3 separate regions of the Mus musculus genome follow, and regions 2 and 3 are each linked to region 1. The links are chromatin contacts, called in public HiChIP or PLAC-seq maps. All regions are on one chromosome and are shown on one strand. Each heading gives the region's core, a stretch centred on a gene start, on an enhancer-like site or on the middle of the called end of the contact. The rest is flanking DNA. Distances are from core to core; before and after follow the strand shown. Region 1 overlaps Klf12 (Kruppel-like factor 12). Region 2 has its middle 34 kb from the start of Klf5. Region 3 has its middle 33 kb from the start of Klf5.

Region 1 (3,658 bases), core at 451-2,950:
GGCTACTTCTGTGTGCCTTTGTTTTTGGGTAACAGAGTGCCTCCAATAGCCCCTTCCTTTCTAGTCCATGCTGCTTGCTGGTAACAGACTGGGTGTGTGTTCTAGCTTACTGAGATAGGAACTGAAATCGTTGTCAAAAGGGGCTAGGGTTAGGGTGAGGGTGGAAAGGAAGAATCATCCAAACTGAGAAGGTCTCCTCTAACCATCAATTTGCGGTAGATGACCTTTAAAGGGACTGATAGCAGAGTGTCTGCCAGCTCAGAAAATGTACAAGCTACAAACATCTTTTCAATGGCAGAGGACATAGCATGGAAAACAATGCCTGTCTCTTCAGGACCTGAGGCGCTGAACTCCCAGGCCAGCGTGAACGCAGACGGCTCTCTCACGCGTGTGGTCATGATGGGGGGTTACCTTCAGGCCGAAGGGAGAAGGGTTCCTTCTTGTTCCTGCTCTGGTTTCAGGCACCGTGGGAATGGCGGTGCCCTTGACGTTAACACTGTAGAGGGAGCTCAGCCCTGCTGAGTTAGTTGCTCCTGAAGAGACCCAGCTCTTGCACGTAGCTGGACCGGAGCCTTCCTCACACCAGCATGTGCCTCCTACGGTGCAGTGCCAGGTGGTCTGACCTCGAGAAGCTGCGGTCACAGTCCGCGCACTTGAATGGCTTCACTCCCGTGTGTTTGCGGTAGTGTCTGGTCAGTTCATCTGAACGGGCAAACTTCCAGGTGCAGCCTTCCCACGTGCATTTGTAGGGCTTCTCTCCTGGAAGAAACAAAGACACACAAGCTTTGGGGCTCCATCCTCTTTCTGTAACAACCCAGCCCCCTCTCGATGCTGGGAAAATGTCCTTGCCAATGGGTGTCCCATTTGGCAGGTCTCTTTGAGGAAACCTTAGCATGCCACCAGGGGCTTTGGGGATGGAGAGGTGAGTTTCAATTTTGTCTTTCCTGCTGTGACATCAGAGAAGTTGGTTAACATTCACCTGTGTAGCTAAGTATGTGGTGCTATGTGGTTTGCTTGTCTTACTGGTGGACTCGAGAGAAAGTATTAACACTTCAAGTCTGATTTAGCTCTAGGGCTGGAAGTCACAGAGAACAGTAAAGGGTACCCAGACATTAGATATATGTTATGCACAAACATCTACATTTTCTTCCTCCCTTGGGAAGAAATTTTAGATAGCTTAGCTGGGCCAAAGCAAGTACATTTTTCAAGACTGGAGAACCAAACTGAGCCCAAGGAATCCTGAAGTTGGACTGAACGCTGAAAGTCCCCGTAAAAAGTGAAGAACTGTGTAACCTGACCGGGCCATTCAGTCAACTTGTAAGGACAGTAAAATATCCAAAGCCTGTGCTGGAAAAGATAGCCACTCCATTGTCTAATGGACTCCCAGGGGGAGCAGGACAATAGCTGACCTGGGTGCACTGTTTTCCTAGCTCTCTTCCAAATGGAAGCTCTGTCCCCGTGCAACCCCACAAAACTGATCTCTCGTGTCCCATCTGTCCAATGGACTACAATGATGGGGCCTATAATGACGACAGGGTAGGCAGTTGATGCTAACCCTGTGTGTGGAGTTGCAAAGCACCCCCAACTTCACAGGTCAGAAAACCAATGCTCAATGTGCAAGGAAATTACCCAGGGCCTGGGCGAAGACGCGCCTGGCTCTGAATTCAGCATCTTTCACTACGCCACAGAGGGCCAGATAATTCTGATTATAACTAAACTATTGTGTTCTCAGACACAGTTTGCTCTATGCTTAGCCCTCTCACCCAATTTAAATCCTCTTTCAATCAAGTCACTAATACAATATACAATGACCTTATTTTGAGGCTGGTCTCCTCTAAGCCTGCTGAATTCTTAACAAGTCAGAAGCCATGTTTTTACTGTCCCTAGAGCCTGGATTAAGGCTTAAGCAAGTTCCTGGGTAAATTAACAGAACTATAAAGCACATGTGTTTAACTTTCTCTGTCTCTCACACATGCACACACTCAAAGCATGTGTAAGCAAGCATGAGTATGTAACACACACAACACACACTGAAAGCATGTGTGTGTGTGTATGCAGCACACACACGGAGAAAGAGACACAGAGAGAGACAGAGAGAGGGGGAGGGTACATAGCAGCAGCAGCAGTAATGGTCAGGAAACTTCTAGTCCCTATCAGTGAAATATTTAGGTAAAGCCAACATAGTAAAATCTGAGCAAACTTAGAATGAACTGGTTCCCCCCCCCCCCCCTAATTCAACTGTTAAGTTAGTGCTTGGTCTTAGGATCAAGTGGTCCTTTCAGACGAGAGTGAATAAGTGGTTCAGATGCAGGGAATCTAGAACTGCTGAGGGACTAATTGTGACCACAGGAAACACCACAATCCCCTGAAAGGATCCATTCAAGTAAGAGCATCCTGATTGCACTGACCAAAAACCTCAACTTCTGATTCATTCCAGTTGTTCCAAGGAGACAAAATATGTAGGCTTATTGCAACACAAACCAGGCAAGCGCTTAACTGAGAACAAACCGAAGATCTAGAACAGAATGTATCCCTGGCAACGAGTAGCATCTATTTACATGTTGAATGTTGCTGATGGCTTTATATTTTTATTATCTGTATGAGTTCTGGCACCTAGTACAATATACATGAACTTTTCAAATGTTGAATTAATTCCTCCTTTGTTGAATTAATTGGTTGTCACCAAGAGACATCTCCTAACAGAGGCTTATGCTAGGTGATCACCCAGAGAGAAAGTGTCAAAGCTAGGAAGGAAGGAGAAAGGATCTTCTCTTCTCCACCCTTTCAGTGAAAATTGCTTTCTTTCTTACATAATACATCCTGATTAGGGCCGCTCCTTCCTCTGCTCCTCCCAGTTCCTGTCCACTTCCTCTCTCACCCAGATTCACTCCCTTTCTGTCTCTCATAAGAAACTTGTTTCTATGGGATAATAATAAAATAAGGCAAAACAAAAATTAACACATTGGAATAGGACAAAACAAATAAACAATAAGGAGCCTGCTAAAAGACACAAGAAACAGATAGAGATCCTGTACAGGTTACACACCCAAGAATCCCATACAAACACTAAGCTGGAAGCCAGTGTGTGTGTGTGTGTGTGTGTGTGTGTGTGTGTGTGTGTGTGTGTACACAAAGAGTCTGTATGATAAAAAGAACAAAATATAAATAAAGTAAAAATAAAATATAAGTTAAAATTTAAAATAAAGAAAGAAAGGAAGGAGGGAGGGGGAGAGAGAGGAAGGGAGGGAGGGAGGGAGGGAGGGAGGGAGGGAGGAAGGAAGGAAGGAAGGAAGGAAGGAAGGAAGGAAGGAAGGGAGAAAGGAAGGAATGAGAAGGAAGGGAGAGCCCTGACATGACATTATGTCACAAGGAACCTCTAAAGATACTGTTGAGTTCATTTTCTGTTTGCTTCTACTGCTGGGCACTCGAGATTGTTTCCCCCGTGAGATTCCCTTGGAGAAAGCTAAATTTTTTATTTGAAAATGGTTACCAGTTGGAGACAGCGTCTGCACTGAGGGCATTTGTTCATCTCTCCTTTCAGTTCTAAAACCCTATCCTTTGCAGACCCTGCAGGCCCTGCTCATGTTGTCTCAGTCTCTGAGTTCACAGGCATGTGGGTACTACCATGCTTAGAAGGCCTTGTTTTCCTGGTGTCCTC
Region 2 (3,658 bases), core at 449-2,948, 610 kb before region 1:
GCTGTTGGGGGACCCGAGTCTCATGATACTGGAGTGCTGCTACTCACTGTATGCGTGGAGCACCTAGGACTTAAAATGTAAGCCAAAATTATCCCCAAGTGTTGTCTCTAGGCCTATACATTCCCGAAGCCTAGAAGTCCTTTCTCTGTTTCCTGTTATACTTTTTGTTTGCTTGCTTGAGAACTGTTCTCGCGTAGCTCCTCCTGGCCTTGAAAACTCTATACCCAAAGTGGGCCTTGAATTCCCGATCCCGCACCTTCATTGCAAGTGCTGGGATTGCCACCACTGTGTCACCATACCTAGTTTTTTGGGGTTTTGTTTTTTTTCTTTTTTGTAAGTCTGAACAATTTTCAACTAATATTTTCAGGGAGGAGATGGGACAGGTGTTAAAAGGAACAGCTTGGATCCGTGCAGAAACTATATATTAATTACAGAATGGAAAGAGAGGAGAGAGAGGGAAGCGACCATGCATGCGTGCATATAATACATTCTGAATGTATTATATGTAAAAAAAAATCTTCAGTAAAATATTTTTATTTAATCTTTGAAAATTATATATAAACATATATGTATGTACCTTAAAGATAATTACTCCTACTCCACCTCCCAGGACCCTTGAAGCTTCATCTCATGTACTCACGATGAATATTGCCCCACATTGTAAGAAATAGATTTGAAAAATAGAAAAAAATACAATTTAAGTAATTATAGCCTGAAAGCCAGTAGGTCATGTTTTAACAAAAAAACAAAACAAAACAACAACAACAAAAATCAAACCTTTTTAGCCAGGTACAGTGGGGCACTCCTATAATCTCAGCATTTGCGAGGCAGAGGAAAAGATCACAAGTTCAACACCAGCCTGGGCTTACATGGTGAAGACTTTAAAAAACAAAACAAAACAAAACTCTGTAACTGGCCAGACAGATAGATGACAGTTGCCCTTTACCAGGGCTGTTTTTATCATTGCTGTAATTGATTTGATCTCATCAAGAAATTGCATATCGGTGACACATTTTTTTAAATGGTTTACTAGTGGGCCAATGAACTTTTTTTTTTTTCTGAAACATTGCAGAAAACATTTCTCCCCTTCCAGACCAGAAGTGCCCATTGCCTTAAAGGCTGGTGTACCATCCTTGTATATGAGATTGACGATGTCGCCTTATCCTTGGCTACAAAGTGAGAGTCTGTCTCATAAAACAAACAAATGGGGGTGATGAGGAACCCACTAATATCAAGAATTTTCTTTTGTTTTTAAAAACACTGCAGACCGCTCCCCCAACACACACACACACACACACACACACACACTCGCTCGCGCCCTTTGAAATACTTGCTTGGCCTAACTTTGCTAAGTACACTTCCGCTCGGACTCCCTTAAAGCGCTCTGTCGTATGGACTAAACAGGTGAAAGGCACACACATAGCCAAAGAACTTCGCAGGGAACTGAGTCTTGTTTTAGGCCATGCTGACCCCAAACCTGTGATCTTTCTTCCTCTTTTCTGAGGGCAGAATTAGTAGGCACTGGGCTACTGCACTCAACAAAAGAATTCTATACACTCACCCCTATACTTGAGGTTGAAGCCAGGCTCCAGAGCACGCAAGATAAGAGTTCTATCTTTGGGCTATAGCACACCGCACCCCCTCTTTGAATTGAAAAAGAACATTAGAAATTTGTTGGCAAAACCAGAACATGGGCTTATCAGTAGCGGAACAGTTGCCTAGCCTAGCACGTAGGAGTCCTGACTTGCCATTCTCTGCCCCTCGGGCTCCACCAGAAGAAGGCAAAGTGAACCCTGAGCCTTGCCATTGTTACAGAAATACAGCAGTACACCTCAGTCCACACAGTTTCATTCAAGTTGAAACTAAAGACAGGACAGTAAAGAGCTCCAAAAATATTCATATTTATAAAACCCTTTTCACGTGTTTCTTTTAATTTTTGAGGGAGAGGACAAGGCCCCATGTAACCGGGATTGTACCAAACTCTACAAAGCCAAGGATGACCTTGAACAACGGATTCCCTAGCGTCTACTTCCCAAACTAGAGATTACAAGTTTGCCAAACCCACTGGCATCCTTGACTCTGCAGTCTAGGCTCAGTCTCCTAGGGGCTAGAATTACTAGTGTGTGCAGTCACACATTTTTTTTTTCCAAACAAATTTTCACACATTCTTTGGGGGCAGAGTATGAGGGGAAAGAAATCATATTATGGATAAAATATGTCTAGCTCTCCAAGATAACAGGGGCATTTTTCAGCTCAAATATGGCTGGGTGACAATGGTTGTGATATCTCCTTTGTGTGCGTTCCCGCTTACATACAATGCCTGTGGCCTGGCTGATACTTGCTTCTCCAGCCTTATTGCACATCTGGTCTCTACCGGCATTGTCTCTGGGTCAGCTAGTATCACTTTTTCTGTGACTGACTCACAGAGGCCTGGAGGTCTCCAAAGGGAGGGATAGGGTCTCGTGACCACAGAACCCCAGGAAAGGGAAGGACCTGGGGGCCTTTCTAAGACTAAAGTGTAAAGTAGATGCTTTTGTTCTTCCTGGAACCTTTGTTGGTAGCTATCATTGTTTGTCTGGGAGCCAGAATTAACAAAAATTTTAGACCAGGAGACATTCTTCTCATATTTCTAGTTTCTATTTTGAAGCAATGGTTAGTATTCCTAAAGAAAAGCCACAACGAACTGATATTAAGTGCCTGCCTCTCTTAGAAAGCAAGGGGAATACTAGGCAGTGGTGGCGCACGCCTTTGATCCCAGCACTTAGGAGGCAGAGCCAGGTGATTTCTGAGTTCGAGGCCAGCCTGGTCTACAGAGTGAGTTCCAGGACATCCAGGGCTACACAGAGAAACCCTGTCTTGAAAAACCAAAAGAGAGAGAGAGAGAGAGGGAGGGAGAGAGAGAGAGAGAGAGAGAAAGAAAAGGAAGCACAGGGAAACATAAGGAGTCTGTTTTTGTTTTTTGCGGGGGGGTGGGGGTGGGTTAGTTGGTAGGTGTAGTTTCTAAACCTAACAGAAAGTCCTATCAACCCTAAAAACACGTGTTTGTGAATGCTTCATAGCCACCTTCCCACGAGAATGGGTGCTAGTTTCATGAGATGGGGAACCCAGGATTTCGAAGTAAGACTTAATAAAAGCTTTTACAATGACCAGCCTCCCTCCACCCAGGCTGACTCCAAGAGATGGCCTGCTTTTCAAAACCTAAACCTTTGGAGGTCAGCCAATCAGCATCATTCCTTCCTTCCACTCTTCAGTTTCTGTTTTCCAGGGGTCCCTCGGACTTTCTGCCGCCTGGGTCTAAGGCTTCCACCGCACACACGGTGACGAGAAAATAGGCTGGAGATATAACATGGTAGTCAAAATCTAGCTTTACCAAGCACTCTCTCCAGGGTATATTTTTGCCAAGGCAACTTTTTCATTTCATAGGGTTCGGGTGGACAGCCCCGCCCCTGCCCACGGTCACCACACCATCTCACTTGTTTCTTCCTCTCCGGTCACACGCGGGTCTTCGCCTGGAACCTAGGAAGCTTCACTCAGTGACATCACACGTCTCTACTCTAATCCAGCATATTTGTTACTTTCTTTACTGGTGTGAAAACCACCCGACACATGCTGACACAGGCAATTTAAGGAAGGGCTAATTTTAGCTCCAGGTTTGAGT
Region 3 (3,658 bases), core at 295-2,794, 550 kb before region 1:
GTCTATGGCGAGTATGATACTCATATGCTATTTTTCATTTATTAGGCAATTTTTAATCTTTTTGAAGGCAGGAGTTCTACCCTTTTTCTCCCTTTATTCTTAAAACTCATAGCATTGAAAGAATCCAACGAATATCTTTTTTTTTTTTCTTTTTTGGTTTTTCGAGACAGGGTTTCTCTGCATAGCCTTGGCTGTCCTGGAACTCACTCTCTAGACCAGGCTGGCCTTGAACTCAGAAATTCACCTGCCTCTGCTTACCAAGTGGTGGGAATAAAGGCGTGTGCCACCATGCCCTGCAACCAATGAATATCTTAAAACAGCAACAGCAACAACAAAACTTTCTGTGGCCCTAGTCATTGAAGCCAGGGTCTTGTTTGTGCTAACCAAACATTCTACATCCTATATCTCTAGCCCTCGAAGTATCTCTTGACGACGTGGACACAAGTAGGAAGGGACACCAGGACTGCCTTGGCACGTGATGCCAGGGCCCTATCTCAAAGGGAATTTAGACACCAAGTTTGAGTAAATTGGCTACGTTATTTCTTTGGTCTATAGTTGCTAGCCAGGGTCTATTTTTGACTATGAGCGACTAGTCTTGGATTCCGGGCTTAGAGGAAGAATCAAGCTTGAGGATGCCAGAAAGCTGCTGCAGAAACATGGAGAAAGATGGTGAAGACCTAAGTTGGGTGATATCAGAAAAATGGTACAGTTTACCTCTGTAACCGTGGGAAGCTTTAGGGGGAAGCTAAATGAATTTATTTTAATTTGTGACACCACCTTTCCCCCCAACCCCCACTGAAATCTAGAGCTCAAATAAAAAACGACCAAGTTCTAGGTTCTTTGTGGTCTTCCATCAAAACAAAAGAAAACAAAAACCAAAAACAACTTTTCCATTGTTCCTGGCCGGTAGCAGGTGTTTTCAGGATGCTCTGATCCTTCCTGGGAGAGAGAAGACACCTGGAACCAATGGACCAAGAACGGAGCTCAGCAGGTAAGTGCGTGCTGAAAGTGCCAAGCGTTGAAAGTTCCTCTCAGTTTTGCAGTGCTCAGTTGAATGTCTGTCTGTAATTACACTTGTGTTCTTAAAATGCACCGAACAATTCTCATTCAGAAAACAAACACCCACCCACCCCAACACACACACACACACACACACACCAAACAACTCAACGCTTCTCTTTCTGGTCCTTAAACTTGGATGACGTCACTTTATCTCACCAAATGATACTGTAATTTAACCTAAATTTATTTATTTCTTTCTTTATTTATTTTGCCTCACCTGAGATGTGACTTATTTATTTTTATTTCTTTGGTTTTCTTCCCCTGTGATCTCATGTAGTTCTGGCCGTGCTGAACTTACAATGTGGATAAGGGTTATCATGAATTCCTGATCCTGCTGTGTCCACCTTCCAGAGCTAGGATTACGAGCCTGAGCCAACAAGTCGGATTCCCGGCTAAATTCAGTTTCCTACACTCTCCTCATAGGTGCTTCTGACACCTCTTACAAACGGCATTAATGAAGCCTAAAGTTAAAGCTATTCCGTTGTACTGGGCTTGCACATCGATCTGTGACAGAGTCCTCAGAGCAAGACAGTCTTTGTTTATTAGACAGTCTAAATGGTTCCGGCTAATCTTGAACTCCAGTGTGGCCCACAATGACCTCTTCCAGTAAGCATAACTCAGTCTGCTGAGAGCTAAGGTTTTATTTAGACTGTATCACCATGTCACCATGGCCAGCTTGGTCTTGGCTTTTTAAATATCATGTTGAGGCTGAGGCGGGGTGTTGGCTGCTTGTTCGAGGACATGGTGAGCTACAATATAAGACCCTGTTTCAAAAAAAAAAAAAAAAAAAAGATTCCAAGTCTATGTCCCTCATCTTACATCTTAAATGTGGTGGGTGAGATAGCTGACTTCGTTCCAGCTGGACTAAATTTGGGGACATCAAAGGCCTTAGGAATTTGAACTTCACAAGTCTTCTAGTCAGATCTCTTGGTTACCCTTTGCAGTAAATCTAGGTGAAGACCACATTCTTTGTCCTATTCTGTCCTTGAGGCTTATCTATGCAAGACCTTCCCTATCTAGCAGTTTTTGGGGCTTACTCACTGACGGACTCTGGTAGGCTAAGATTTCTACTATCATCTGTATCAGAGGCAGCAAGAATTTCCAATTCCAATTCCTTTATCTTCCAATCTTGGAATTGTGATCAGTTGCAGAGGCCATTCCAGGGGGCCCGTAAAAAGTGAAGACTATCTTCCTGCTCCAAAGGACAAGCAAGGATATCAAGATTAGCAGTGCTCCAACAGAACCGGAACCAGCAAAGGTCACATGTGCCCGGGAGATACCAGAGGTGGAGGAGAAGGCTGGAGGAGACGAATGTGGGGGCCTGCAGGGAGTGAAGACTTAGTTCAGAAACCGTGTAGGATGTGGGAGGACCACACAGCACCCTGTCCCCAAACAAGAGGAGTCCGTTTTCCCCTTGAACAGGAGGCATCCTTTTGGAGTCCCCACCAGAAAGAATCACAGTCCTGCTCTCACATGACCCTCAAGCCCTTGGCACAGTCAGATACACCTTACAATAGAGAGTGATAAATCTAACAATGGAGGGAAGCTCCGATATATACTAAAATATGCTACCACCAACGGCCATGTGGACAATGATCCGAGGGTTGCTTAGTGAAGCCCTACACGGTTTTTGAACTTAATTTTTTAAAATCACATGTATTTATGTGTTTGTTTATGTGTGGAGCTGGGGAAGGGTATGCGAGTGTTGCATGATGAAGAAATGGAGGTCAAAGGACACCTTTTAGGAGTTGGTTCTTTGCCTACTACCAAGTGGCTATAGGGATCTAACTTAGGTGGCTGAGTTTGTCAGCAGGAGCTTTACCTGCTGAGCCACCTCACATGCCCTCCTTTGTTTTGTTTTGTTTTTGTTTTTAATAGCACAAAACATAACTAGTAAGTGACGATCCATGATCTAAGCAGAGAGACAATCACATCCAGGCCTTTCTGTAGTGATCTGGCTAGTGCCAAGTCGACGTTTTTCATTAGTTGCTGCGAAGGATGTAATCAAGAGAGAGAAGCTGGGTGTGGGTACATGTGCCTGTAATCCCAGCACTCAGGGATAGAGGCAGGAGGAGGATCAGCAGTTCCAAGTCGTCCCCAACCATAGACGACGTCCCACACCAACCTGGGCTAGATGAGATCCTATTCTAACATCCCTGCAAAAGAAACCAGAGTTTTGTGTTGAAGGAGAAGCCTTCCACGGGCTGATTTATTGAATAAGTACGTAAAAATTATTACGGCCGATCAAAATTACTTTACAAATATCTAAGGAAAGAGAAACACTAAGTACCTTGTGATCATCATATACTCTATTTGCTGAGTTATGACAGGTCCCATATAATCATGTCTATAAAGTTAAAAATAAAGTTTAAAGTTTACAGGCCAGGGAAACCGCTCATCTGGTAAAGGTGCTTGCTGCAGAGAAGCCTGGCCACCCGAGTTTGACCCACTGAGGCTGTGCCAAAGATGGAAGGCACGAACCCATAGCACAGAGTTGTTCTCAGATCTCCAAATGTGTATGTGCTGGGACACATGAACGCACATGAGAGAGAGAGAGAGAGAGAGAGAGAGAGAGAGAGAGAGAGAGAGAGAGAGA

The links. HiChIP or PLAC-seq counts read pairs in DNA pulled down with a chosen protein or histone mark.
Region 2: a contact with region 1 is called in an H3K27ac HiChIP or PLAC-seq map of extraembryonic endoderm stem cells, with 8 times the contacts expected there. The contact joins two enhancer-like sites. A contact is called at or near these places in 1 of 15 datasets of contacts at CTCF or cohesin (the NIH/3T3 cell line), 2 of 484 Hi-C or Micro-C datasets (embryonic stem cells and hemogenic endothelial cells), 4 of 115 datasets of contacts at active chromatin or transcription factors (cardiomyocytes, differentiating embryonic stem cells, extraembryonic endoderm stem cells and 1 more) and 1 of 9 other capture datasets (embryonic stem cells).
Region 3: an H3K27ac HiChIP or PLAC-seq map of extraembryonic endoderm stem cells shows a contact between it and region 1, with 6 times the contacts expected there. The contact joins two enhancer-like sites. A contact is called at or near these places in 3 of 115 datasets of contacts at active chromatin or transcription factors (embryonic basal ganglia, embryonic stem cells and extraembryonic endoderm stem cells).

Annotation. Positions count from the first base shown.
Region 1 is chr14:99,874,556-99,878,213 of GRCm38.p6, forward strand. Klf12 (Kruppel-like factor 12) reads right to left here. Exons shown (of 7, transcript NM_010636.3): 7 at 1-759. The coding sequence ends at 578. Among named protein-coding and RNA genes, the nearest start is that of Gm22970, 100 kb to the left of the region's middle. Within about 2 kb of position 1,701, at least 13 of the 459 cell types and tissues checked have an H3K27ac peak or open chromatin away from gene starts, as enhancers often do. A contact at or near this core is called in extraembryonic endoderm stem cells, where this site is marked.
Region 2 is chr14:99,262,398-99,266,055 of GRCm38.p6, forward strand. No RefSeq gene overlaps it. Among named protein-coding and RNA genes, the nearest start is that of Klf5, 34 kb to the right of the region's middle. Within about 2 kb of position 1,699, at least 18 of the 459 cell types and tissues checked have an H3K27ac peak or open chromatin away from gene starts, as enhancers often do. A contact at or near this core is called in extraembryonic endoderm stem cells, where this site is marked.
Region 3 is chr14:99,329,532-99,333,189 of GRCm38.p6, forward strand. No RefSeq gene overlaps it. Among named protein-coding and RNA genes, the nearest start is that of Klf5, 33 kb to the left of the region's middle. Within about 2 kb of position 1,545, at least 8 of the 459 cell types and tissues checked have an H3K27ac peak or open chromatin away from gene starts, as enhancers often do. A contact at or near this core is called in extraembryonic endoderm stem cells, where this site is marked.